Regions from separate parts of the Mus musculus genome. Here all the other regions are linked to region 4. Evidence: chromatin contacts called from public HiChIP or PLAC-seq and promoter capture Hi-C data. All regions are on one chromosome and are shown on one strand. The core of a region is the stretch at or near the end of the contact, and the rest is flanking DNA. Distances in the headings are between cores, read along the strand shown.

Region 1 (3,413 bases), core at 436-2,935, 640 kb after region 4:
AGGCAAGGAAGCGTTTCCGCGGTGATCCTGGAGACCCTGCCGGTTTCCGGAAGGGTGATTGCATCAGGTGTGGAGCAGGGCGCCTCCTCCGCCCAACCTGGAGCCCACCGCGCCTGCGCGCCCCGCCCCGCCGCCGCGGCTGACTCCAGCGCGGGTTTTCCTGCGCGTCCGAGTAGACCGCCTGGAGGGGGCAGGCGCGGTTCGACCCGGGAGCCCGGGAGAATCGGGTGGTAGGGTAGGCTCTGGACGTTGGCGGGCTGGGAGATCAAGGTGCAAGTTGGTGTGGTAGCCTGCTGAGATCGCCGCGATGAAGGATTCGCAGGGTGGGCTTGGGTTCATTTCCTCCTCTGTCTGGGCTTGAAGGACACAGTAGCCTGTGTCTCAAGGCCCTCTACAGTTTGCTTTTCCCAAGTTGGCATTTGAACCCTGGTTTTTGACTCTTCATGGTTCGCAGGATTCGTTGGGCCAGTCTTGGGATGCAGAGGTTCAGTTCCAAGAGTGAACCTGCATAGATTTATGGAGATTTTTCTGTAGCAGTACTATTGGCCTTCCGCGGAGTCTGAGGGAAATATTGATTATAGAAGAGGCTATAGATTACAAGAGACCACCAACACACGGCGTTCTCTCCATTCCTGATAACCCAACACTTTTACATGTCAACACCTTGTGTATGGAGATGGCAGAAATGGCATTTCATAGAAACTATTCAATGGACGTCAGTTACTGCTGGGCTGTAAACATGAAGGCAGGGGCTGCGATTTGCTTACAGGTCTTAGTAAGGGGATCTTGTGGAACCTCAATAAACTCATGCTGTGTGAAGAAAAAAAGGAATAATGCCCATCTTCACTGTAGGGAGGATGAGTCTGAGTTTATTATCTGATTGAGGAGTGCGTTGTCAAAGAGCCATTACTTAGTAGTTATAATTATTTTCAGAATTACCTTTCTAGAGGAGATGGTAGGTAGCATGGTCTGTGTATAGCAGAGTCCCCATGACTAGTCCTCGGATGGCAACCGCATCAGTACCTGGGATTTGATACTTACAGGCGCTTGTGCAGCACGGCACAACGACTCATCCAACCCCTGGAAACGCGCCTAGCATGCTGCTTCAGCAACCTTCCCAGATGAGTCTGACTTAGGCATCAGTTTAACACCCCTTGGCTTGATGGAGAAACAAATCAAGGACTTCCAGGTGCCTGCAGTAAATCCACTTAATGCCTAACGAACAGGTAGCAAGTAGATAATGCTTTTCCTTGTTCGCAGGCATATTTCTTGCATGGCGTTATCTCGCTGTGATTTTCCAGGGCAGGAATGTTCCTGTGTGGCATATGTCTAGCCATGGGGGATGAAGGAGGCAGAAGGCAGGAGAAAGTTTCACCTTTTAACATTCAGTTAGCCTGGAAGGCTGTGGACAGCTCTCATCTTGGGGTATTTTTCCATTCTACAGGAACGCAGACGCGTGAGAGAAGAGTTTCCCAAACTGCCTTTTGGTGCAGACAGACGCTAGGCCACCTGGAGGGGATACCCGGGCTGCCCCGCAACCCCCAGCCTCTGGGTGTCACCCTGGCGCCCCTTGCCTCCCTGCTGTGCCGCAGCTCGGCCGCCTCCACCTGCAGGGGTCGCCCTGGGAGCGCGGCCCGCCCCCTTCCGCCGCGGCCTCCGCCCCCGGCCCCGCCTTGCTGGGTTCGCCCGGCTCCGCCAGGCCCCTCCAAGCCTTTCCTCGCGCAGCCGCCGCCAAAGCCTGGAGAAGTGGAATCTCGCTGCCGCTGCTCCCTGCGCGGGCCTCGCGGAGCCGCACTGGGCATGCTCAGTCGCCGGAGCCAGTGCTGCTCTAAGTAGGAAGCTCGCGTGCTGCAGCCCGCAGCTGATCCGGGTGCTCAGCGGACTGCGAGACCTGGGAGCCGGGTCCGGAGCCGATCGAACGCCGCGCAGCGCTGGTGAGCCCCGCTTCCTTCCATGCCTTCAGCCCGGGGATCCGAGGGATGGCCCGGAGTGCGCCGGGGGTGCCGGGCAGCCGGCGAGCTTGGCTGCTTGTGCCCTCGCGGCTGCTGCTCGGTTTCTGGCGGTCACCGCCGGTCGCCCAGCCGCAGCCCCAGCTGCAGCAGCTGCCGTCGCATCTGCAGCAGGCGTCCGCTGCGGAGTCCCGCTCGCCCCGCGCCCGCGCTGCAGGGCCGGCGCTCTGGCTGCGGGCTCGCTCCGTCACTCCCATTACTCCCTCACTCCCACCCAGAGCTGGGGTTCGGCAGGGCCGGGCGAGGACACCGGGTCGCAGGGCTGTGCCCGGGCGGAGACTGCGGAGGGCAAAGTGCGGGTGGGCGCGGGCGACCGGTAGCGCACGCCCCCTTGCCCTGGGGCCGGCCTGCCTGCCGGGCGGCGCGCTCTTGCGGGAGACTCAGAGACCTGGCCAGCGTCTCCCGGGGTGCAGAGAACCCAGCTCTGCAGAAAGGAGGAGAGGGCAAAGTTCCTGTCCCCTCTGCAACGCCGAGAGCGTTTTTAACTAGAAAATGGCTGTGTGCCGAGGGCCGGATCAGGGAAGCCGGTCATCGGGGTCCCGAACGCCCCACTGCTGCTCCCTGGGAGGAATGGTGGCTCAGACGCCAGAAATGACATTTGTGCGACGAAAACTAGCTGGGCGGAGGGAGGATGCGGGAGTCCCGTAGAAACAATGATAGGTAGTCTCTCCATTGATGGAGAGGTCTGAAAACAGGAGGTCAGGCCCCAAAGGCCAAGGGAGTGTGGGGCATAAAGAAAAAAAAAAGCTGGAGAAATCAGATGAAGAATTGGGACCGTTTTGTAGCAAGATTCTGCACAGCCACGACTGTTCTGATCGCTTGGGGATGGACTGAGTGATTTGAGAGGGCTCACATGAAGAGAGAATTAGGTCAGTGTCTGAAGCCCAGAGGGCTCTTAGAGGGAGCAGTTTTAAAAAGTCTTGTCCCTGACTTTGCTTTGTGCTCAGTGTCTTAAATGAAAGTCATAAAACGATAACAACAATATCATTTTGATATCAAGAAATAAACTTTGTGAGGCTGGCCCTTTTTGTTATTTGTTTCTTCATTTTACCGATTTCAGAATAAATTATGACAGCTGGTCTGTTGTTTTAGGATTTGGTACCTTAAATCTAAATTTTCTTTCTTGTTATGATACTACAGATCCTTCCCTGAAATGGCCATGGTAGTAGTACCTGAATTCTTATGGCTGACCTTGCGGAGACAGGACTCTGGGAGGGGGCATTTCTTTATGAAGTTAGGCTTTGTCTTGTTTCAGGGTTTCTCCGAATTTGGAGAGTCTTAACAGAATCTTAGAAATGGCATCTGTTTGGGAAGATAGTATTTGTCCTGAGGATGGGCACCCCCCCACCCCCAAGGCAGGCAGAAATGTGGTGGGAACAAGGGTGGCTGGGGTGGGGAGTGGTC
Region 2 (3,167 bases), core at 162-2,661, 620 kb after region 4:
TTTGTGGCACATTTTGTATAATTATTTTGTATATTTTGTAAATTCTGTCCTTTTACAAGAGAGATGGTTTAGCAGTTAGAATTGTTATACTGCTCTTGGGAAGGACCAGAGTTCGGTTTTAGCACCCACACGGAGCAGCTCACAAGGTCTTGTAACTCTAATTCCGGGAGATCAATGTCTTTCTTTGGGACTCTGTGGGCACCAGAACACAGATGTGCATATACCCACTGGGGTTGTCTCAATGAGCTTGCTTTCCTTAGACTCGTGTGTTTGAGTGCTTGGTCGCTATTTAGTGCAACTGTTTGAGGAAGCATTAGGAGGTATGGCCTTGTTAGAGGAAGTATGTCACTGGAGTTGGGCTTTGAGGTTTCAAAAACCCACAGTAAAACTAGTCTATCTGTCTCTGTCCCTGTCTGTCTATCTTTCTCTCTGTCTCTGTCTCTGTCTCTGTCTCTGTCTCTGTCCCTCTCCCTGTCCCTGTCCCTCTCTCTCTCCCTCTCTCTCTCCCTCTCCCTCTCCCTCTCCCTCTCCCTGTCCCTCTCCCTCTCCCTCTCCCTCTCCCTCTCCCTCTCCCTCTCCCTCTCCCTCTCCCTCTCCCTCTCCCTCTCCCTCTCCCTCTCCCTCTCCACCCCTCTGCCCTCAACTTGTGGATCAGGACGTAAGCTTTCGTTACTGCCCCAGTGCTGTGCCCCCGTGTCTACTGCCATGCTCCCCACCATGGTCATGGATTCACCGTTTGAAACGATAAGCAAGCCCTGATGAAGTGCTTTCCTTTGTAAGTTACCTTGGTCATGGTGCCTCTTCACAGCAATAAGAGAGCAATTAGGGCACCCACAGATGCACACAGATACACATAATTTTAAAAGTAACAGAGCTGTTTTTAAAGGTATAATTGATATGCAGTTAAGTGATCAGTAAACACTGGACAGTTGGCAAAGTTTTGAGAGCTGTAGGTGTGTGACCCCTCACCACACCAGGACCACATCTTTATTCCCACATCCTTACCACTTCACTCATTTCTTCCTCCCGCCCCCATAACCCTTTCCTTCCACCTCTCCTCCCTTTCCAGATCCAGGGCCTGCATCTGTAGATGTGGTTCCTGTGTTCTAAAGTTTTATATAACCAGGGCTGGACAACCTGTACCTTCTCGTCTTCTTCCAGACAATTCTTTGATGTCTTATTCACATTGTGTGGCTGGAAAAAAAATAGGTTTACAGGAGTTACGTAACTTCCTAAAATCCTTTTAGCCATAGAAGTGGGCCTGAGATCCCAAATGATTCTTGCCTGTTACTGAGTATGTTAAAAGCAAGATCCAAGAGGTCTAAATGAATTGTTCAGAGTTACTTCACCAGTGAGTGGCCAAAGAAGGGCAAACCCCACTGTGCGAGTCATCACTTATTATTGATGTGGCTCCTGGTAAGAGCATATGACTCATTTTAGATTTGGCTGAGACTGTGTTTTCAGAAGTCCTGGCCACTACCTTGACCTCTCGGTGGATGGTCTCAGACAGAAAATCCAGTGTGGGAGGTTTTTTTAATCTTCAAACAGAGAAGTCGATTTCTTTAGAAACTGTGTTTGATTTCCATCAAATTTCTTACTTCTTTAGGAAAGGACCATTTGGCTGGTTGAGTTTGTCTTCCTCTCCCATCCCCGTGTCTCTAGTTTCCTCTCTCCATTTTCTTTTCCTCCCTTTCTTTCTTTTTCTATTTCTATTTGTTTCTATGTTGTTCTATCTTCTTTTTTTAAATTTATTTTTGTTTAAAATTATATGTATGTATGTGTTTGTGTGGAACTATTGCACATGGATGCAGGTGCTTGTGGGGGCCAGCAGAGGGCCTCAGAGCACCTGAAACTTGAGTTAGGCAGTTGTGAGCTACTCAATGTGGGTGCTGAGTACTGAGCCTGGTTCCTCTGCAGAAACAGTAAACAGTGTGCACCCTTACTCACGGAGCCATCTCTCCATTTAGTCCTCCCAAGGAACTCTCACTGACTCCCCATCATCTCCCTCATTAGCCCTGCTTAATGCTCTAGTTGGCCTAACCCATCAGAGTAATACATGAAATGGCAGCAAAAAATATCTGGTCTGTGACTCTGGAAAATGGCTATGTGGTTACAGATCAATTTCTGATCAGTATATATACCAAGCTCTTTCAGTTGCTGTCTCCATTGCTTTTCTATTGCTTTAGTAAGACAACATGACCAAGGCATTTGATTTGGGGCTCACTCTTCTAAGCAGTCAGAGTTGTTTTTCTTGTTACTGTGAGCAAGTTTCCAGTAAGAAGTTACTTTATGGAGAAAGGTTTTATTTTGGCTTACAGTTGGGAGGTATACACAGTCCATAATGGTAAGAAATAGACAGTGACGGGAACAGGAGGCAGCTGGGTTACCCTGCATCCATGGTTAGGAAACAAAGACTAACGAGTGCTAGAGCTCAGCTTGCTTTCTCTTTTTAACTCAGCCCAGGACCCTAATCCATGGAATGGTGCAGCCTGCATTTTAGAATGGGTTTTCCCAACTCAATGCACCTAAGCTAGGTAATCCATGACATGCCCACATCTTGTGTCCATGGCAATTAGGAATGTCATGGAGTTGACATGGAGTTGACACCATCAGATACCTTGATAGACGAGCAAGCATATGTGTTTTGCCTTATAAACCTATTAAGTACCTGCAAAGTGTGGTCAGAGGGCTAATGATTGTTAATGTATTGAAAAACAAGTTCCATGTGTGTTCCTGTTTGTGAGTGCATGTGTGATGTGGGATGTGTGCCTGTGTGTGCAAATGTGTATGTGTGTGTGTGTTTGTGAGTGCATGTGTGATGTGGGGTGTGTATGCATGTGGGATGTGTGTGTCTGCATGTGTGATGTGGGATGTATGTGTGTGTGTGTGTGCATGTGTGTGTTCATGTGTGTGTGTGTGTGTGTGTGTGTGTGTGTGTGTGATGTGGGATATGTTGTGTGTTCATGAGTGTGTGTATGCACATGCTCCTGTGGCATGACATGTTCATGGTCAGAGGATAACTTCAGGTCTTCGTTCTCATCTTCCATGTTGTTTGAGACAGGGTCTTTCATTCACCTCTGTATGCACTGAACTCGCTGACCCACAAGCTTCTGCAGATTTTCCTGTCTCCCATCTTGCTGTAGAAGAACTAGGATTATTACAAACGC
Region 3 (3,361 bases), core at 703-3,202, 590 kb before region 4:
AGCCACAAGCTGCATCTTGCCATCTTGTCTGTATGAGAAACTGTTTTCATTTCCTATCTGAATGACCTAGGTTGTCAACTTGGCTGATGCACACATGTCAGGTGGCACTACAGAAAACAGGTACCATTGGAACTCACGTTAGATGGTTATTATAGTAAGCAGACGTGAATCTCACTGAAAGGCTCATAACAGTTACAGAAGGGATTGTTCATAAATCAAACAGATCATTTTTGGGTTCATAAAAATCTCATGTAAAATCTTAATCCGAAAACCACTCCCACTCCTACATTTGTTTGCTTACTTTTAAGCTGATTTTCCCTGCCCCTTGGTTCTTAGTCTTCCACTTGGTTTCAGACTCATTTATATCCATCAAGAGGAAGCCTGGTCCCCCCCCCCCCACACACACACACACACGAGATTATGGAGCCTAGGAGGAGTAAAAGCCGCCAGCGATGACAGTCTTGATAAGGCTGTATTCATTTTCTTTTTTTTTTCAAAGGACTACGGTTTTAAATTATGGCTATCGCTGGCACAGACACATTTACGTTTGAGTCTGCTCTAACCTAAGGAGATTCCAAGCACACTGGAAATAATATGTTTCCTTTGTTCTGATCCCAACCACTGAATAAGAGACAAGTGGAGAGGGTTCCTCATAAATATGTATTGACCGCCTGGGTATTAATGTGAGTGAGTGAGGTAGAACTCTGATTAGTGAATGAGATCTTCCGGGAAGTAGAGGAACTATCACGAATGGAGAGAAGATGCTATTAGCGGATTTTATTTATTTGTCTTTTTCCTTATGCTCGAGTTGCAGTCATATCTCTCTCTCTCTCTCTCTCTCTCTCTCTCTCTCTCTCTCTCTCTCTCTCTCGTTCACCCTCTACCCATCTCTCCTTTCTGGATCTCAAAGGAATACTAATAAAAAGCCTTGCTACAGGCTCTTTCCGCTAGGTGCCCAGAAGAACAGTACACGAAGCCAGTACCTTTTACCTTTATTCCTTTCTTACCCTGCTCAGGAGCTTGCTAGACACAAAGCTCCCCTCATCCTATCTCGAGGCTGAAATCGGGAACAAATTAAAAATACTGCATTTGTTTCGACTTGTTAGATTGGATTTTACTACACAAAATAAAAGGCACTGAGGTCGTGCTGGTCTCTAGGACATAACGACTTGTAATTAACATCTTTATGGATTTTATACCGACGCCCCACTAGGCTTTGAGGATAAACTACTGCATCGAACTTTCTGGAGCAGAAACCACAAACAGCATAATTTTTGCTTGGTTAACCACGTGGTCAACAGTTGGTTTGGTTGCAGTTTCAGAGCCTTAACAGGTTGCAGAGGACGAACTGGTGGGAAGTACGGGCTCACACACCCACGCAGGTTGTGTGGCTGGAAGCCTTAAAACGACAAGAGGAACCGTTCCAGTGGCTTCAGGTCTCACAGCCTGCTACTACAGAGGGTTCACGTTCATCTCAGGCCAGGAGTCAGGCTGGGTGTTGAGATAGGCTAGGATTCCACTCAGAGGGCGAATGCAGGGTCCCCCCACATCAGCAGAGACGTCACCCACAGAGTCTCAGAGGCTTAGACTCAAGCTGCCCACACCGAACCCAACACCCTGGCGCTGAGGACGGTCGGTTCTATCGCATTGTAGAGCCAGAAGGTGGCTGTAGGGGATGCCAGAGCTTTCAGAGCTAAAGAAGCTCTTCCTCTTTTATTAAGGCTTGGGACACTTGTACTGGCCTCAAGGAGGGCCGAGGTGGGCCGAGAAGCCGAGAATGCTAGATCGAAGTCCCCTCCCCGCGGATGGTACGGTCCGAACTGGGCGGGACCTGGAGGCTCGGCGGCCCTGTCCCCGCCCCACTCCAGGAGGCCAGCGAGTGAGCGCGCGCCCCGCAGACCCCGCCCCCGGCGCCGTCCCCGGCTCCGCCCCTCGAGCCCGCTCCTCTGCCACTGCGGGGAGACCTAGGCGGCTCTGCGGACGCAGCTCCTTCGCCGCCTTCCCCCTCCCGTCCAGTGCCCAGGCGGCTCCTGGCGGCGACGCTGCCCTGGGTGGGAGGCGCGGCCCCGCGGCAGCTGAGCCCTCTGCGCGGCGCAGCCAGCTCTCCCGCCCGCGCGGCGCCGTGACAGGTGCAGGGTCCCCGCCCGAGACCCACCTGCAGGGGCTGTCGAGATGCCGACCATGCGGAGGACAGTGTCGGAGATCCGCTCGCGCGCGGAAGGTGAGTGACCGCCGCAGCAGGAGGCTGTGCGCCCAGAGTGCGTGGGGGCAGGTGCTAGCAGCCTGGGGTCTGACGTGAGTGTGTGTGTGTGTGTGTGTGTGTGTGTGTGGCCGGGAAGAGACACCTCATCCCATCTACACCCCCTCCTCCTTTTCCCAGTAGTCTGGTTGTCGCCCCTGATCGCCAGTGAACCCTTCCGCCAGCTCTGCCTTCAGCGCACTAGCAAATGCTTTCCAGGATCCAAAACCTCGGAATTTATGCGCTGGCGGGAGCCCCAAGGTTTCCTTTACACCGCAACGCGACTGTTCAGTCCTTGTCTCCCAGAGCACTCGCCCGGCTCTCCTCCTTCGCCAACAGCGCACAATCTTTGCAATCTGCCTGTTCCCAGTGAGTTTACCCGTGCCCATGAATAGATCCCTCCAACCTACTATCTCCAGCGCCCACCATTGTGTTGCCCCCACATCACAGCTTCCCGAAGAGCGGGTTTGCCATTCCCAGGCGTCGCAGATTCTTTGATCCACTGTTCCCAGCATCTCTAGGCTGGAAGAGCCTTAATTGGGTTTGGGTGCTCAGTGGATACCAGGCTGCGTTCCAGTCTCTGCACTTCTGCCCCCTGTGGCTCACCGGGCTCTAGTTTGAGGTTTCATTTTTGTTTTTCATTTTTGCTTGAAGCCTGCACTTCGGCCGACTGAACTGACTTGAGTAAGGTGCATGCTGCTTTTGTTGCTCCACCCAGGGCCAGCTGTTGAGTGGTTCCACTTGTAGGAAGTGTGCAACAGATGCCCTAGGTTATGGGCTAGGACGCTTTGGCAAAGACTGAGATGGTGCTGTGCACCCTGATTGAGGAGCCCTTCTCCTCCTGTCTGGCGTGTGGCAGGCTTTCAATAAACACCTCTTGGTTTTACTAGGACAAAAAGGAAACGGTATACTTTTATTTTCTTTCTTTTGTTTGTCTGTTTTTCCATTCCAGTAACTCTGCCCTTCAACGTTGTGGAATGGCACTATTTTGAGAAATAATCTATCTTGTTACCGTCACTGATTCTCATCCCTGCCCCCATCTTGACCGTGAGATAGATGATAACGGGGTGGTGGAGGTGGAGTAGAAGCAAGGAGAATAGGATTTCTGGGGGCGGGAGTAGT
Region 4 (3,221 bases), core at 178-2,677:
TTACAATGGCAAATCAGTTGATTCAGGATCATACCTAATTCCCCAAAGAATCAACATAAAATGGTTCTTGTGTCCTGAGAAGGGCATAATCAAAATGTAATTTCAGTTTCTAGAGCCTTCTGTAAAACAGGTCTAGACTTTTGAAACTAGGTGTGTCTTCAAAGCCCAGAGATAATAGAGGGATTTCCATGGACTGACTGGGAGTAAAGAGGCAGAACAAATAAACACAATGGCTGCTTCCCAAAGAGGGGAAGGGACAATGGACAGTTAAGGAAATCTGCACGTGAACTACAAAGTAGATTAAAATGCATCCATGTTCAATTCCCCAAATGTAATGAAGTGGAAAATAATACTTAAGTATTTTTGGGTTATCAAAAATCTCCAAATGGGTCAGCAAAGTTAAGTGCGTGTACACAGTACAGGGGTGTTGTAAAAAGCTTTTTAAAAAAAAAAAAATCAAAACTTCAATTTAAGGGCAAAAACACAAAAACTACCTCGAGTCGACCTGTAGATCAACATTTTTAATTATAAAGTTTACAAACGGGCAGTCCTCCTCTTTGTAAACGACTAATCAAAGAAACACACCACTCTCTCCCCTTTGCAAAATTTCTTAAAAGGCTTGAAGTAGGTACAAAGGGCAATACTACGACGCGCACCACGAGGCATGTGGGTTGAATAGATGGTATTTTCCACCTTGGGGGCCGAAGACGATCGGAGACCGCGGTGTGGGAAGGGGCAAGGAGGCCAACATCCCTAGCTGACAGGTGACAGCCGCCTGCTCCAGAACTGCCTGTTGTCGCCTTTGAAACAAACTTGGAGCTCCTCTGGCCGCCACTCGGCTCCTCCCTAACCCCAGTCCGGCAGGCAGCGGCTTCTAGAACCCTCTAGCCCTCTCAAACACTTCCTGCTCCTCGCCAACTCCGGCTGATGGAGCCGGGCGACCAGGCCGCTCACTTACCACAGCGCCCGCCCCTTGGGGGCCGTTCGGGGTCGTATCCGCCATGGGAGACACTCGGGAGCCCGGGACGCTGCAACAGCAAAGAAGAGCAAAACGTCAGTGCGGGGCGACGACCCTCCGACCTGCTTTCAGAGCCGGCAGGAACCCCAAACCCCCGGAGGAACGGGCCCTCCCGGACGCGTGCAGCACACAGCCGCAGAAGTCCCCCTATGGCGGCCCGGTAATACCTGCCCCGCTCGGTCCAGACCGAAGCTGCCTTTCTAGAAAGACCCAAGCGAAGGCGGAGCTTCGGAGAAAGGCCTTAAAGGGCCGATCGACGCCGCCGGTTCCCGGGGTTGCAAAACCGGAAGTGATCCTTTCGTTTCCACGTGAGTCAGGCGGGACGTTGAGAGTCACCGGGCGTGGTTTCCGGAGGCATGACGGGAAATGCAGTTTTTCTCCTTGTTTTGGTTCCACCTTCCCTACGAGCCAATTGGCACGGAAATGTTAAGTAAAACCACCGAGGCAACTTTCGTCTTAACCGGCACTCAGGCGATTTTCCTCGCTGGCTTCCGAACCTCAAAAATCTCTCTACTTCCATATACAGAAGCTTCAGAAATATCTATGATCTCTCCAGATAGCGATTCACCAAACCCTGTGATTTAGTTTTCTTATTTCAAGCACTAGTGAAACCGGCTATGTGACAGACGCTTGGAGGAAAAAAAAAAAAAAAGAACATAACACTGACCTTCTCAGAGACAATAGAGCAAAAACGACCACAAGCTGAGTTAATCAGGGGTTTCTGGAAAAGTAATTCTGGCCATAAATCTTGAAGGGAAAGGAAAAATTGTATATGAAAAGGGAAGGAGGTTCCAAATAAGAGAACAGAGCAGGTAAAGTAACAGAATGAATCAGGACAGTTCGGTGTGAACTGAATGAATGGGTCTGGGGGGGGGTGAAAGATTTGAACTGCTGAGAGGCAGGGTGTGTGGCAAGAAAAACATTACATGAGGGCACGGGAGGGGTTGGAAGGAAAGGGGAGAAATGATGAAGTTATATTTTAATTAAAAATATTTTTAAAGACTTATTATGTATACAGTGTTCTGCCTGCATGTATGCCAAAACTTCTGAACTTAACTCTGCAATCTAGGGAGCCAAGCTACAACTTTAAGCAGAAGTGTGACATCATCTATATTAGAAAGATCATAGGGAGGCCATTGCACACAACTAGGGAGAGCAATGAAATCCTGAATTGTGTGATGGTGTGGGAGAAAAGAACAGGAAAGAAGACTTGAATGTGGCTTCCATAATTTCATGTCTGGCTAGATAAAAGGTATGCAGGGGTGGGGGTGTCGTCTGCAGAGACCCGGAGAAGAGGCATAGAGAAAAATGAAAAAGAAGAACAGAAGAGAGAGGTGGAGGACAGGAAGCTGACTACAGATCTATACTCCAACTTAGGAACCGAGTATCTCTAAGCTCCTACTCTCTCAGAAGTACAATTGCCTTTATGATTCATGGCAGCCTAGGCGCCAGTCAGCTGCTGTCTAGGAGTCAAAGGATGCTCGGTAGAATGTTGTAAACTTTTCTTCTAAGGCCAATGTCCACATTCAGGTCCCCACAATCTCCAGTCTAGATTCCCTATCACCCAAGCTCAGCTAACACATTATCTTCTCTGCATTGCTGGAGTATAATTTGTCCCCTATTTTAGAATATTTATCATTGTCTAATATTTCTTTTTGATTATTTGTTTAATCTGGCTCTCCCACCATGTATGGGTAGTGTGTGTGTTTGTGTGTGTGTGTATGTGTGTGTGTGTGTACATGCACACATGTGTATCTTGGTTTACCTGGGGTGTCAAATACAACAGACTGAGTAGTTTAAACAACGCAACTTCTTTTTCCTCACAGTTCTAGATGCCTGGAAATTCTAAATCATTTTATCAGCAAGATGAGTTTCATTCTAAGACTTAGTGTTGCTGACTAGATCAGTGATCTTTTTACTCTTAGTAGCAGAATTTGATTTCCTTCTGCCTCTTCTGTATTCCCGAATTTTCTGACTATAAGTAACTATACGTAAGTAGATAACAATGCATCTGATTTATACTAAAGTTAGACCTTCAGTCTTCCCACTCTCCATAATAGCTAGATTTTCTCCTTGTGTTCCTATCTCTTCTAAAATATAGAAATCTGGAAGGCAAATGGAGTCTGTTTCTAAGTCCATCCTCAAGCTTCAGATGAAACCGTACGAGCAGATGTCATTTCAGTTTCGGTTAACTCAGTTCCAG
Region 5 (3,506 bases), core at 804-3,303, 810 kb after region 4:
TGCAGGGGGCATAGCCCGCCCAGAAATGGAGAGAGACCTGAATGTTGATGTCCACTCCCGTTCTCTCCCCAGGCCATGGAATGGTGACTGAATGTGGCCACCATATTTATGCAGGTCTCCCTGCCTACACAACCTGGGAAAGTCTCTTATAGATCTGAACAGAGGTCTCTTAGCTGATTTTAGATTTTGTCAAATTGACTATAATATTATTTCTGTCAATCGCATTCTTAACTGACTGGACAGTATGATTAGAGAGCCATGGTGGGTGTGCTAGCTAGTCACGGATCCCAACGGAATTCCCTCTCAGGGTGGAAGGCCCGTCCTTGTGGCCACTGGCATTGTGTGTTCATCCTTCACCAGCTGTGCATACCCTGTCTACTGTTGCTTTTCCTGAACTTGAAGAATCTACTGACTAGTAGATGCTTGATAAGTACTTAATGAATGAGAAAATAAATTCACGAGTATGCCAGACTTTATAAAAAGGAAATTCTGGTAATATATATAAAAAAAAAAAAATGGAGGGGGAGGAAGAGCAGGGCATGATGGTAAATTCCTTGTCCCATCACTTAGGTAGAGGTGGGTGGCTCACAGTTTAAGGTTATCCTTGACTGCAGAACAAGTGCACGACCATTCTGGGCTCCCCATAAGACCCTTTCTGAAAATATAAGAAATAAATACTAACATGGAGTTGATTAAAGTCACAAGCTATTGATTGTAGTCTGAGCATGGCTCCAGTGTTGAGAACGACAGGCTGAAGAGTCCTAAACATTGATAAGAGAAACCGAAAGAAGCCGAAATTATAGTTCAAGAGAGGACATGCTATCCTTTCATTTTTATAGAGAGAGAATATCCATTATCTCCAAATGTACTAAGGTGGTATGACGCGCTTTCCTAGTCGACTTAAGTCTCTTTCCTTCCTTTTTGCTAAAGGTGCAGGTGCTAGCTGTGTTAAAGGCAAGGATTAGAGGAAGGCCCAGAGCTGGATGGCAGATGTCACAGAAACAATCAGAACATTCATAGATGTATGTGCACCAGAGTTTTGGTCAGGTCTTCTGGGGCTCCTCCACTGAACATGGAGGTGCAAGGTTTAGTAGGCTGGCTTGTAAGAGCCAGTCACGTTTGATAGAGAAATACAGCAGTCAGCTCTGTCACAAAGCATCTACCTGCAGCTCTCTTAGTCTCTGGAGTCATGACAGATTTCAGTAAGAATTTCCTTGAGCTAAGACTGGAGAAGCAAGACAGATTGACCTAGATACTAGATTGAAGGGCTTCATTTAACTCCTGCTCAGTTTCTGTGTGTGGGTAAAGCTGAGATAATAACCACTGATCCCCATTTCCAGAAAAAAAAAAAGAATCTTCTATTAACTGAACAATAGTAACAGGCTGCCTGGACTTTTATTTAGGATGGAAGGTGTTAAGACAGGCTCTAAGTAACCCAGACTGTAAGGCAGGCTGTAAGTAATCTATATGTGACTCTCACCATATGTCATGCTGCTCGCAAACTCGTGACAATCCTCCTGCCTCATCCCTTGAAGTGTTGGATTGTAGGCATGTCCTATCACAGTTGGCTGAAATGTTATTTCTTGAGATGTTAATGAAACACTTAGTGATTATTTACTACCTACCTTACAGACATCTGTTGTTATATACTGCCATGTTGGTTGCAGACGCCTCAGCCTAGTAGGACATAGAGCATTTGAAACTGGGTGAGTAGAGAGATCAAAAGAAGCTGAGATTATAGTGCAAGCGAGGGCATGCCAGCATTTCATTTCTACTGACAGAGAACATCCATTTTCCTCCAAACTTACTAAAGTGTACTAGAGATGTTTTCCTAAAGATGCAAGGAGTAGTGGCCAGGAGCCCTGGAGTCTGTCTGGAGTGGAGAGAGATCTTTACAAAGAGGCAGTGTCTACCGTGAGTCAGAAGAGTGGAGTTTGCTGACGGGGAAGGAGGCCAGGAACGTGTTCAGTCGGAGCATTGCTTGCTTCTGGCCTTGGCATGTCAGGTGTGGACAGTCCATTCTTTCAGACCTTTGGCCTTCTGACTCCAGTGCTCCTGAGCCTTGGCTCTGCCTAAGAGCCATTCACAGAACACTGCACCCTCACAGTCCTGGCCCTGGCCTAAAGACATCCAAATCGCTGGGGTTCTTTTAGGAGGTAGAGAACACTTCTTTGTCCCTTTGTTCCTTATATTTCCAATCCTGTGACCTTTTCTTCCTCCAGTTCTTTACCCTCTTGTGACTTTGTCCCATCCCAGATCCCAGAGGCCATTTCCCTTTGTGTGTATCTCTTTCTCCCCTCCTCTCTCATGTATGCACCTTGCTAGGGAAGGCCCACTGTGCCCATCTCTTCTCTTATCACCTGGACTGAACTTCTTAGCAAATGCTGTTCTATCTTGCCAGCCATCCCCCTCGGACTTCTGCTCTTATATTCTCTAAAGAGTGAGTCACGACCAAGAGCCCCATTGCTTCTTTGACCCCACCTGTCTTCACACTGGTGTCTTTTCCCACATGATTCTTCATGACACGTCTTACAGGTCACATTCTACCCACTCGTGTCCTTGCTCCAGGGCAGATAAGGTGGAAGTCAGCACATTGTTTAGGTCTCTGGATTCAACTCAGTCTTGCCCCTAAATCCTGTGGCTGATGAGCACCTACCTCCCCATCCATATGACCTGGTCAAGAGGGACGAGATGAAACTGGAAGGCAGCCAGACTTTAAGTGACCTTTCCCAACCCTTCTGTCCTCTCTTCATTGTCTTTGCTTCCCTGTTGTAGCAACCTTTGGAATTTTCTGGATGCTGGCCTATAATGAAGCCCTTGTAGACCCAGCTTCTTAGTCCCTTTCTTACCTACTCACTCTCCATGTATCTGCAGTAAGAATTACTTCTACCACCTAGAACTCAAAAACACAGAAATGGGGGGAACGCAGGTGTATTGTTAGGTACTGTGCTGGACCCCCTGCAGATGGTCATCAGAATCCTCTATCAACCAGGCGTATTGAACTCATTTTTCAGAGAAGTAATTTGTCCTAGACTCAGTGTGCAAGAAGCCTGGGTAGATCGTTATCGTTTGCACCACTAACATTGGGGTCTGTGACCTTAACTTCATCACCTCTGATTTTGGAAACATCTTTCCCATAGCCCCATGCTTTCCAGAACTTTGGTAGCCTTAAGCTATTTCATAATCTGTCCTAGTTGGTGCACTAACTCTCAGATGCAATCTTCCACCTCTAGGGCTTAGCCAGTGTGCTTAGTTCCAAAGCCAACCTTTCTGTTTTGCCTGTGAGTGGGTTGGGGTAGGCAGTCAGTTGGGGAACTGGGAGAGGAGGCATATTCTCAGACACACCTTCAAATTCTGAATATTGACATTTCAGCAAGGAGTCCTTAAGCTGCCAGTCTTCTGTCTATAAACATTTTTGGTTCTGAGTGAAAGTAGACTAGAGTGTTTTCCTAATAACATTATCAGGGCGCAGTACCTAACATTGTAAAACATCCTCATAGAAACTT
Region 6 (3,079 bases), core at 246-2,745, 890 kb after region 4:
GGGTGATCCTGTTCTACCCCATCCCCCACTTTCTTATCTCTTGAGAAAGCATCACAAAACAGAGAAGATCAAATAGAATGAATATACTGTAGATGGGCATCGTTCTGGCCCTCTTTGAGCTGGTTAGATCTTTTAAAAGTCCTTCATATTCATATGTATATACTCCTTTCCCACCTGACTCCAACCTTAGGAATTGACGTCTCTAGAGGGCTGATCTCTGTGACTAGGTCAGGAGCCGGGATAACCATACAGCTGGAATCCAGCAATACAGACTTGAATCTCAGGGCCCTGTCCTGTGGGCATCCACTGGCCATCCCTGAAGCTCTGCCAACTCCTTGGGCCTCATCTTTCTCTCCTGTTAAAGCCTTCTCCACTTTGCATGTTCCTCCTTTCTGCCAAGCACCTGCATAGGAGAAGGAGGGTTTTAATTCTTCTGTCAGCTCAGCCTGCCCCTTGTGTGGGGCTATTGCTGAGGTGTGAAAGACAGTCTCAAGGGGGCTTGTATGGGACACTGATCCTGTATTCAACTCTGGGCTCTTGGACTCCCCTCACTGGCACCTCTAGCTAGGTCCCGCACAGGTCATGTGGCTCGTTCTTAGAGTCTACTTCCTGTGTCATTTCCTCTGTGTACTAAGTTCCTAGCCTCTTTTTTAGCAAAGCCACTTAACTGTTTTCCTAGATACCAACTAGTGACTTTTTTTGTTTTCCCTGTATGGTAGTTTGTTGTTGTTGTTGTTGTTTTGTTTTGTTTTTGGTGGTGGTGGCTGTGTTTTTTTGTGTTTGTTATTTTTTTGGTTTAGAGTTTTTGTTTTTTTAAGCAGCATCTCACTATGTAGCTCTGGCTGTCCTAGAACTCACTATGTAGACCAAACTAGTCTCAGATTCACAGAGATCCATCTGCCCCAGCCTGCTGAGCGCAGGGATCAAAGGTGTGCACCGCCACCCCAGGCATCCCTCGAGTGTTTTGAGACAAGGTCTTATGTAGCCTGGATTGGCCTTGAACCCAGATCCTCCTGCCTCCGCCTCTCAGGTGCTGTGATCATAGGCATGTAAACTCCCTACCCCCATCCCTCAGTGCATGTACTTTAGGTGGTTTCTTCATCAGTGGGTTCTTTTACCAAACTTGCTTGGAACCCTTTTTAAGGACTTGATATACCCATAGCCTTTGAAAAAAGTGGTGCAGGGATCACATAATTTAGATATCAAAAGACTTGGAACTTCCTGAAATCCACCTATGGGACTTGGTCCCCCTAGAGCCAGGAGGCCTTCTGCAGAGGACAGGGCATGCCACCCTCCTCCTATATCACCCCTCCTCCCCACCTGCAGTGTGACCTTAAGACTGGATCATCTCTATGTGGGGAAACAAAACAAGAATCAGCGCAGCTGGATGATAGGGAGTGTTCCCTGGCGCTGACACACTCACCTGGAGCGAACGCTGGCTTCCTTCCTCAGCCATTCTCCCTGGTCCCCAAGCCGCTGTGCTCACTGCTCCAATCCCCGTGCAGTTGTTATAGTGACTGTTTTGTCCACAGTGATGAAGTTGCACGCCCTTTGCTACACAGCCCAACTGTGTGTGCACGTGTAGAATATTTTTATGTGTATGAGTGTTTTGCTTGCATGTGTGTCTATGCACTGTGTGTGTGTGTGTGTGTGTGTGTGTGTGTGTGTGTGTGTATGTGTGTGTGTTGCCCACAAAGGTCAGAAAGGTGTGTTGGACTCCTTGGAACTAGAGCTATGCATCATTGCAGACCACTAAGAGGTTGCTAGGAATCAAACCTGGGCCCTCTGCAATAGCAACAAATGTTCACTGTTGAGCCATCTCTTTGGCCCTCATTTGCAGATTTTTGAAGCAGTGCACAGTGGAGTGTTTGGTTTGAGTGTACATTGAGACATCCCTCTTTTTTAGCATGCAGTAAGCATAAAAAAATAATGCTTATAATTGAGGGAATCCATGGTCTTATGAGCTCAACTCAGCACCACACTGTTTAGGACACTGTGACTCACTCTGAGTCACAAACCTTCTATGGGCTCCCAACCAGTGCAGCTTGTGCCATTGTGTGCCCTCATCTCAAGGTGCCATGGGATAGCTTCCCACTGTGTGTCTCCTCTTTAGAAGCCTCAAGAGAGTGGGGGCTGAACCTCACTCCCCTGTGTAGGTCTCCAGGAGCTAATTAGTGCTCAGTGGAAGTCATTTACTCAGTAACTAAGCTAAAATGGCCATTCCTAAAAATGAGCCTCTTGGAATTGCATTGGTAACATTTAACCTTATAACTTTTTAACTTGTCTGTCTGAGTCTCCTTAGTTTGTAAGATCTATTTTGGTACCAGAGTCATTTAACGCCAGCAGTTAGAGGACTCAATATGTTGTAGCCAACATGGTACATTTTGGACATTAGCCACCGTCTTGGGGGGGTGGGGGCTGTGGTGTTTCATCAACATTCCCTAATCAGAGGAAGAAAGAAGTCAAGGACCTGGAACCTAGCTGGGTAAAGAAGAAATGATAAAGTCTGGAGAGATAACGTCCTTTGGACCCTAAAGACGAGGGGAAACTGAGCATCAGATGAGTCCCCACAGTATGCCACCTGCTTTGTGTCTTTGGAGTCTCCTGGCAGCTCCCTGAGCTCATGTGTTACAATTTTTCCAGCTAACTTAGAGTTGCAGAGGCTGAGCACCTGCCGATTAGACTCCAGAAACTAAGAGCCTGGACTGCAGAATAATGAAGTCAGGCTTAGAGCTGTTCCTTACCGCCACCCAGACCTTCGGAAGAGGCGCTCCCCGGGTACATATTTCTCCCAAGATGGAACTCAGAATTAACTTAAACGGGGCTGAGAGACAGCTCAGTCAGAAAAGTTCTTGTAGGAGAAACTCAGTCCGAACTGCAGCACCCAGGTGAAAAGCTGGATATGGTGGTAGCGTGGGACCTGGTGGCAGTGCAGGGCACGGTGACAGTGCATGCGTTCGTTCCCAGCACTGAGAAAGCAGACACAGTGGGTCTCAGGAGCTCACTGGCTGCCTAGTGCCATCAGTGATGCCCATTCCAGCAGAGAGATGCCGCCACACAAAACAGAGTGGATGGTTCC
Region 7 (3,143 bases), core at 79-2,578, 580 kb after region 4:
ACGATGCAGTGATTTACTGGGGCTCCACACACGGCGAGACAACGCATAACCCCCAGTTTTGTCTTTCTCTATGGCTCAGCCTGAATCATTTGCATCCCTGCCCAGTGGAAGATGGAAGACTGTTTCAGAAAATGAAGAAGTGTCTCTATGACTGTGTCACAGGAGCCCTACTTCATCCAGCCACAAGGTCAGAGAGGTGGAGACCGCGGCTCTGTGCACCAGTGATTCAGCTTTCTAAAAGGAACGTTCAACAGTGTGCCTGCTGGGAGGGGTGGGGGAGGGGAATGGAGAATCCACCAGAGAGGCAGATGGAGGTGGCAAATGAAGAGACAGCTCTTTTGACTTAAGCAAGCCAGGCCCTCATCAGTTTACAGTCAGGTGAGAGAGCAACAGAACCAAACCAGGGACCTGACCCACTCACGGCCCTTAAAAGGAAAAAAAAAAAAAAACAAACCGGCCATCCGCAAGTGGGAGCAAGGCTCATAAGTAAACAAACAAACAAAATAAACAAGTTGGAGATCTTTCTTTGGATAACTGAAAAAAAGACTTAGACGCAATGGGCTCCTTCTCTTCCAAATTGAGGCAATAATGGACATCACAATAGAGCCCCGATGAAAATGCAAGCACCTCCCACCCTAAGAAGTGGGATCCTTATCAGGGACCCTACAGGAAAAGGGGACAGCGTGAGGTAGGAACTCATTCCACAACACTGCGTATCCACTGAGACCCGCCCATCACAGACCTCTCCCTACCTGGGCCGTGAGGGGAAACAGGAGCAGCAGGGCGCAGGCAGGGGATGGCACTGAGCCCAGAGTCTCCTCCTCCAGCCCTAGCACGTCGGCGAAGCGCCACTGGCCGGCGACCCCCAGCTTGGCCAACACCTGCAAGAAAAAGACAGGGCAGCCAGACCGAAAAAGCCAGACAAATAATGGGCACCTGCTAGGGGGCGGGGCCAGCACGAGCATCCCTCGTGCGGCCCTCCCACTCCCCAACCCCCCACCAAACACACACACACGGGTCCCCACCCGAGTCTGGGAGGAGCCTCCGCGCCGTCCCACCCTGCGTGCCGCGCAGTGACACAGCACAAAGCTCAGCCCACACGTGGCTCGCGCGAAGCCCTCGGACTAGAGTCCGCGGGCCGTCGCCACGCCCTCGAGAGCTGCTCCCCGCGCTCGTTGCTGTCCGGGTCCATCCTCCGCCACCTCCCCGTGATCGATCTCTCAGTCACTCCCAAACCCCTAGATAACTCAGGGCAGAGACGACACCCAGCTGGGCGCCCCAGCCCAGCCACCTCCATTGCACAGGGCGCGGCCGGCTGGGCGTCTCCAACGATGCTCTTGGAGGATAGGGACAGAGACTGCGCGCCGCGCCACTCACTTTGTTCAGCATCTGAAAGCCAAAAGCAAAGAGGAAAATGATAATAAAACTAAATGATTCAGCTACCGAGCTGTAGCTAAGGGTCAGCCTTATTTCTCCCGAAGCGACCCAGCAGCTATGCTTACCTCGGGGTTAATCTCCATCGGCTTCAGCTGCATCTTCGCGGATGGCACCTGCAGACACAAACCCGAGGAGCCGAAAAAACAGCCGGTGGAGCCGCCCAGGCTGCTGTTATAAAGCGCCGGCCTCGCTCACTGGGAAAGCCTGAGCAGGGGAGACGGGAGCAGAAACAAGCAGAGGAGGAAGGCCAAGAGGGCTCGAACTCCCCCATGCACCGCACAGAATGGTACAAGCCAAGCCCCCAAACCTTGCAGTCTCACTCGCCGGTGAGCTAATCTGGTGGTTGTGGAGATGGGTTTTGTTGGTGGGTGTTCCTTGAGCGCATGAAGCAGCCTATTTGAGGGAGCTTTCAATTTGGAGCGAAATTTCTGGAAACCCTCCTCTGTCGTCTCAATCACTCCAAAGCTCGAGGGTCTCTGAAACATTGAGAGAGAGAGAAAAAAAAGCACAAAATCAACAGGTATATGTAGTGTTTAATATGAATATAAATATTTGTCGGTCTTCCTCCCTCCCCCCCCCCGCCCATCTCGGAACAGTTTGTACTTAACCTTAGACAATCTGTCCTCCATGTTAAATTCAACCTGTGTCCAGGCTCGGTTTTTAATGGACTGCCTAGAATAAAACATCTGATACGGAGTGCATTAGTGAAGCTGATGTAATGTGACTCCAGGGGAAGAACCGGTGGGTCGCTGGGAAGCAGTACATGCGAGACACATAGAATACGGGCGCCGGAGGACTTTAGAAACAGACCAAAGAAAAGATAGATGATTTGAGACTAGAGGCTTAAAGGAAAAAGCATTTAAAAAAAAAATAGGGGAAACCTTTTTTCAAAGAACAGGGGTTTGGGATAATAAGATTTTGGTCCACAATACTTTGGGCGCAGAAGAAAGGGAATAGCAACGGAGGAGAGCCCGCGGTTCTCCAGGGATGGGGGCGGGGGTGTTCTTTCTAACAGGCACATTTCAAAGGATGGAAGGCAAACGCTTGTGCTGAAGGCGGAGTAGAAGGAGGGGCCAGATCTGTATCAATTGTCAGGGATGCTAAATCACAGAATGAGGTAGCTAAGGATGCAGGCAGGTTGGGTATTTTAAAAAATATGCTCAGAACAAATGGTGAAAAACAGACATGCTTTTTGCTAGCCCGAGGTAAGCAAGGCATAGGATGGAGGGAACCAACCTTGTTTTAACAGCACTGCCTCTCCAGCTGGATCCTTTACCAGGCCATCTTATTTCACCCTGAGAGGGTCCAATATTGTATTTGTGAAATTTTATACATCAGGATCCAGGGTTCAGAGATGTTCATTTGCTTGGTGCTACAGCTGGAAAATGAGGCAGGAAGACAAAACCTGGTAAATGAGGCTGGAAGGGTCCATTTTCTGTTTTAGACTCAGCAATGTGCTACTTCAATTTTCTTCCCAGTTTCACCATCAGGGAAAAAAAAATGACCTTCACTTACCAAGTGTGAGAGGCAAGAAGGCATTAGTAAGATTCTGAGTGAATTTTATACTATGTAAATTACATCTCAATGCAGTTAATAAAAAAAAAAAATACAAGACAGACGGACACATAACCCAGTACACCTGGGTAGACTGTGTGCATGTCTGTCTTTTGGCAGAGACATACTACATTTCCAGTTTTCTTCATTTA

The links. Promoter capture Hi-C pulls out the DNA fragments that hold promoters and counts their contacts. HiChIP or PLAC-seq counts read pairs in DNA pulled down with a chosen protein or histone mark.
Region 1: a contact with region 4 is called in a promoter capture Hi-C map of hippocampal neurons, with 5 times the contacts expected there. The contact joins the promoter of Apbb2 here to the promoter of Tmem33 in region 4. A contact is called at or near these places in 7 of 39 promoter capture datasets (the 3T3-L1 cell line, 3T3-L1-derived adipocytes, cranial neural crest and 3 more), 4 of 484 Hi-C or Micro-C datasets (cardiomyocytes, embryonic stem cells, forebrain and 1 more), 3 of 115 datasets of contacts at active chromatin or transcription factors (bone marrow-derived macrophages, cardiomyocytes and extraembryonic endoderm stem cells) and 1 of 9 other capture datasets (pancreatic islet).
Region 2: a contact with region 4 is called in an H3K4me3 HiChIP or PLAC-seq map of bone marrow-derived macrophages, with 4 times the contacts expected there. The contact joins the enhancer-like site here to the promoter of Tmem33 in region 4. A contact is called at or near these places in 2 of 39 promoter capture datasets (the C10 cell line and neural stem cells) and 3 of 115 datasets of contacts at active chromatin or transcription factors (bone marrow-derived macrophages, large pre-B cells and pro-B cells).
Region 3: a contact with region 4 is called in a promoter capture Hi-C map of pre-B cells, with 4 times the contacts expected there. The contact joins the promoter of Atp8a1 here to the promoter of Tmem33 in region 4. A contact is called at or near these places in 6 of 39 promoter capture datasets (the C10 cell line, the HPC-7 cell line, HPC-7-derived erythroid cells and 3 more), 6 of 484 Hi-C or Micro-C datasets (CD4 T cells, Th1 cells, embryonic stem cells and 3 more), 6 of 115 datasets of contacts at active chromatin or transcription factors (the SCID.adh cell line, embryonic stem cells, large pre-B cells and 3 more) and 2 of 9 other capture datasets (adipose tissue and liver).
Region 5: a promoter capture Hi-C map of liver shows a contact between it and region 4, with 2.6 times the contacts expected there. The contact joins the enhancer-like site here to the promoter of Tmem33 in region 4. A contact is called at or near these places in 4 of 39 promoter capture datasets (the 3T3-L1 cell line, hippocampal neurons and liver) and 2 of 115 datasets of contacts at active chromatin or transcription factors (acute myeloid leukemia and extraembryonic endoderm stem cells).
Region 6: a contact with region 4 is called in an H3K4me3 HiChIP or PLAC-seq map of bone marrow-derived macrophages, with 6 times the contacts expected there. The contact joins the enhancer-like site here to the promoter of Tmem33 in region 4. A contact is called at or near these places in 4 of 39 promoter capture datasets (the 3T3-L1 cell line, the C10 cell line, hippocampal neurons and 1 more) and 2 of 115 datasets of contacts at active chromatin or transcription factors (bone marrow-derived macrophages and differentiating embryonic stem cells).
Region 7: a contact with region 4 is called in a promoter capture Hi-C map of pre-B cells, with 4 times the contacts expected there. The contact joins the promoter of Uchl1os here to the promoter of Tmem33 in region 4. A contact is called at or near these places in 16 of 39 promoter capture datasets (the 3T3-L1 cell line, 3T3-L1-derived adipocytes, the C10 cell line and 10 more), 22 of 115 datasets of contacts at active chromatin or transcription factors (the SCID.adh cell line, T-cell acute lymphoblastic leukemia, bone marrow-derived macrophages and 12 more) and 3 of 9 other capture datasets (adipose tissue, macrophages and pancreatic islet).

The regions. Positions count from the first base shown.
Region 1 is chr5:66,617,089-66,620,501 of GRCm38.p6, reverse strand. Apbb2 (amyloid beta (A4) precursor protein-binding, family B, member 2) reads left to right here and starts at 1,685. Exons shown (of 17, transcript NM_001201413.1): 1 at 1,685-1,934.
Region 2 is chr5:66,640,600-66,643,766 of GRCm38.p6, reverse strand. The region is part of intron 1 of Uchl1os (ubiquitin carboxy-terminal hydrolase L1, opposite strand); the gene reads left to right. Among named protein-coding and RNA genes, the nearest start is that of Apbb2, 23 kb to the right of the region's middle. Within about 2 kb of position 1,411, at least 17 of the 459 cell types and tissues checked have an H3K27ac peak or open chromatin away from gene starts, as enhancers often do. A contact at or near this core is called in bone marrow-derived macrophages, where this site is marked.
Region 3 is chr5:67,846,022-67,849,382 of GRCm38.p6, reverse strand. Atp8a1 (ATPase, aminophospholipid transporter (APLT), class I, type 8A, member 1) reads left to right here and starts at 1,952. Exons shown (of 37, transcript NM_001038999.2): 1 at 1,952-2,221. The coding sequence starts at 2,173.
Region 4 is chr5:67,258,771-67,261,991 of GRCm38.p6, reverse strand. Tmem33 (transmembrane protein 33) reads right to left here and starts at 1,427. Exons shown (of 8, transcript NM_028975.4): 1 at 1,186-1,427; 2 at 959-1,028. The coding sequence starts at 1,003.
Region 5 is chr5:66,453,933-66,457,438 of GRCm38.p6, reverse strand. The region is part of intron 4 of Apbb2 (amyloid beta (A4) precursor protein-binding, family B, member 2); the gene reads left to right. Among named protein-coding and RNA genes, the nearest start is that of Gm52775, 48 kb to the left of the region's middle. Within about 2 kb of position 2,053, at least 11 of the 459 cell types and tissues checked have an H3K27ac peak or open chromatin away from gene starts, as enhancers often do. A contact at or near this core is called in liver, where this site is marked.
Region 6 is chr5:66,370,282-66,373,360 of GRCm38.p6, reverse strand. All of the region lies in intron 9 of Apbb2 (amyloid beta (A4) precursor protein-binding, family B, member 2), which reads left to right. Among named protein-coding and RNA genes, the nearest start is that of Nsun7, 110 kb to the right of the region's middle. Within about 2 kb of position 1,495, at least 28 of the 459 cell types and tissues checked have an H3K27ac peak or open chromatin away from gene starts, as enhancers often do. A contact at or near this core is called in bone marrow-derived macrophages, where this site is marked.
Region 7 is chr5:66,674,682-66,677,824 of GRCm38.p6, reverse strand. Uchl1os (ubiquitin carboxy-terminal hydrolase L1, opposite strand) reads left to right here and starts at 1,328. Exons shown (of 5, transcript NR_102714.1): 1 at 1,328-1,763. It overlaps Uchl1 (ubiquitin carboxy-terminal hydrolase L1), which reads right to left and starts at 1,704. Exons shown (of 9, transcript NM_011670.2): 1 at 1,503-1,704; 2 at 1,378-1,389; 3 at 753-881. The coding sequence starts at 1,535.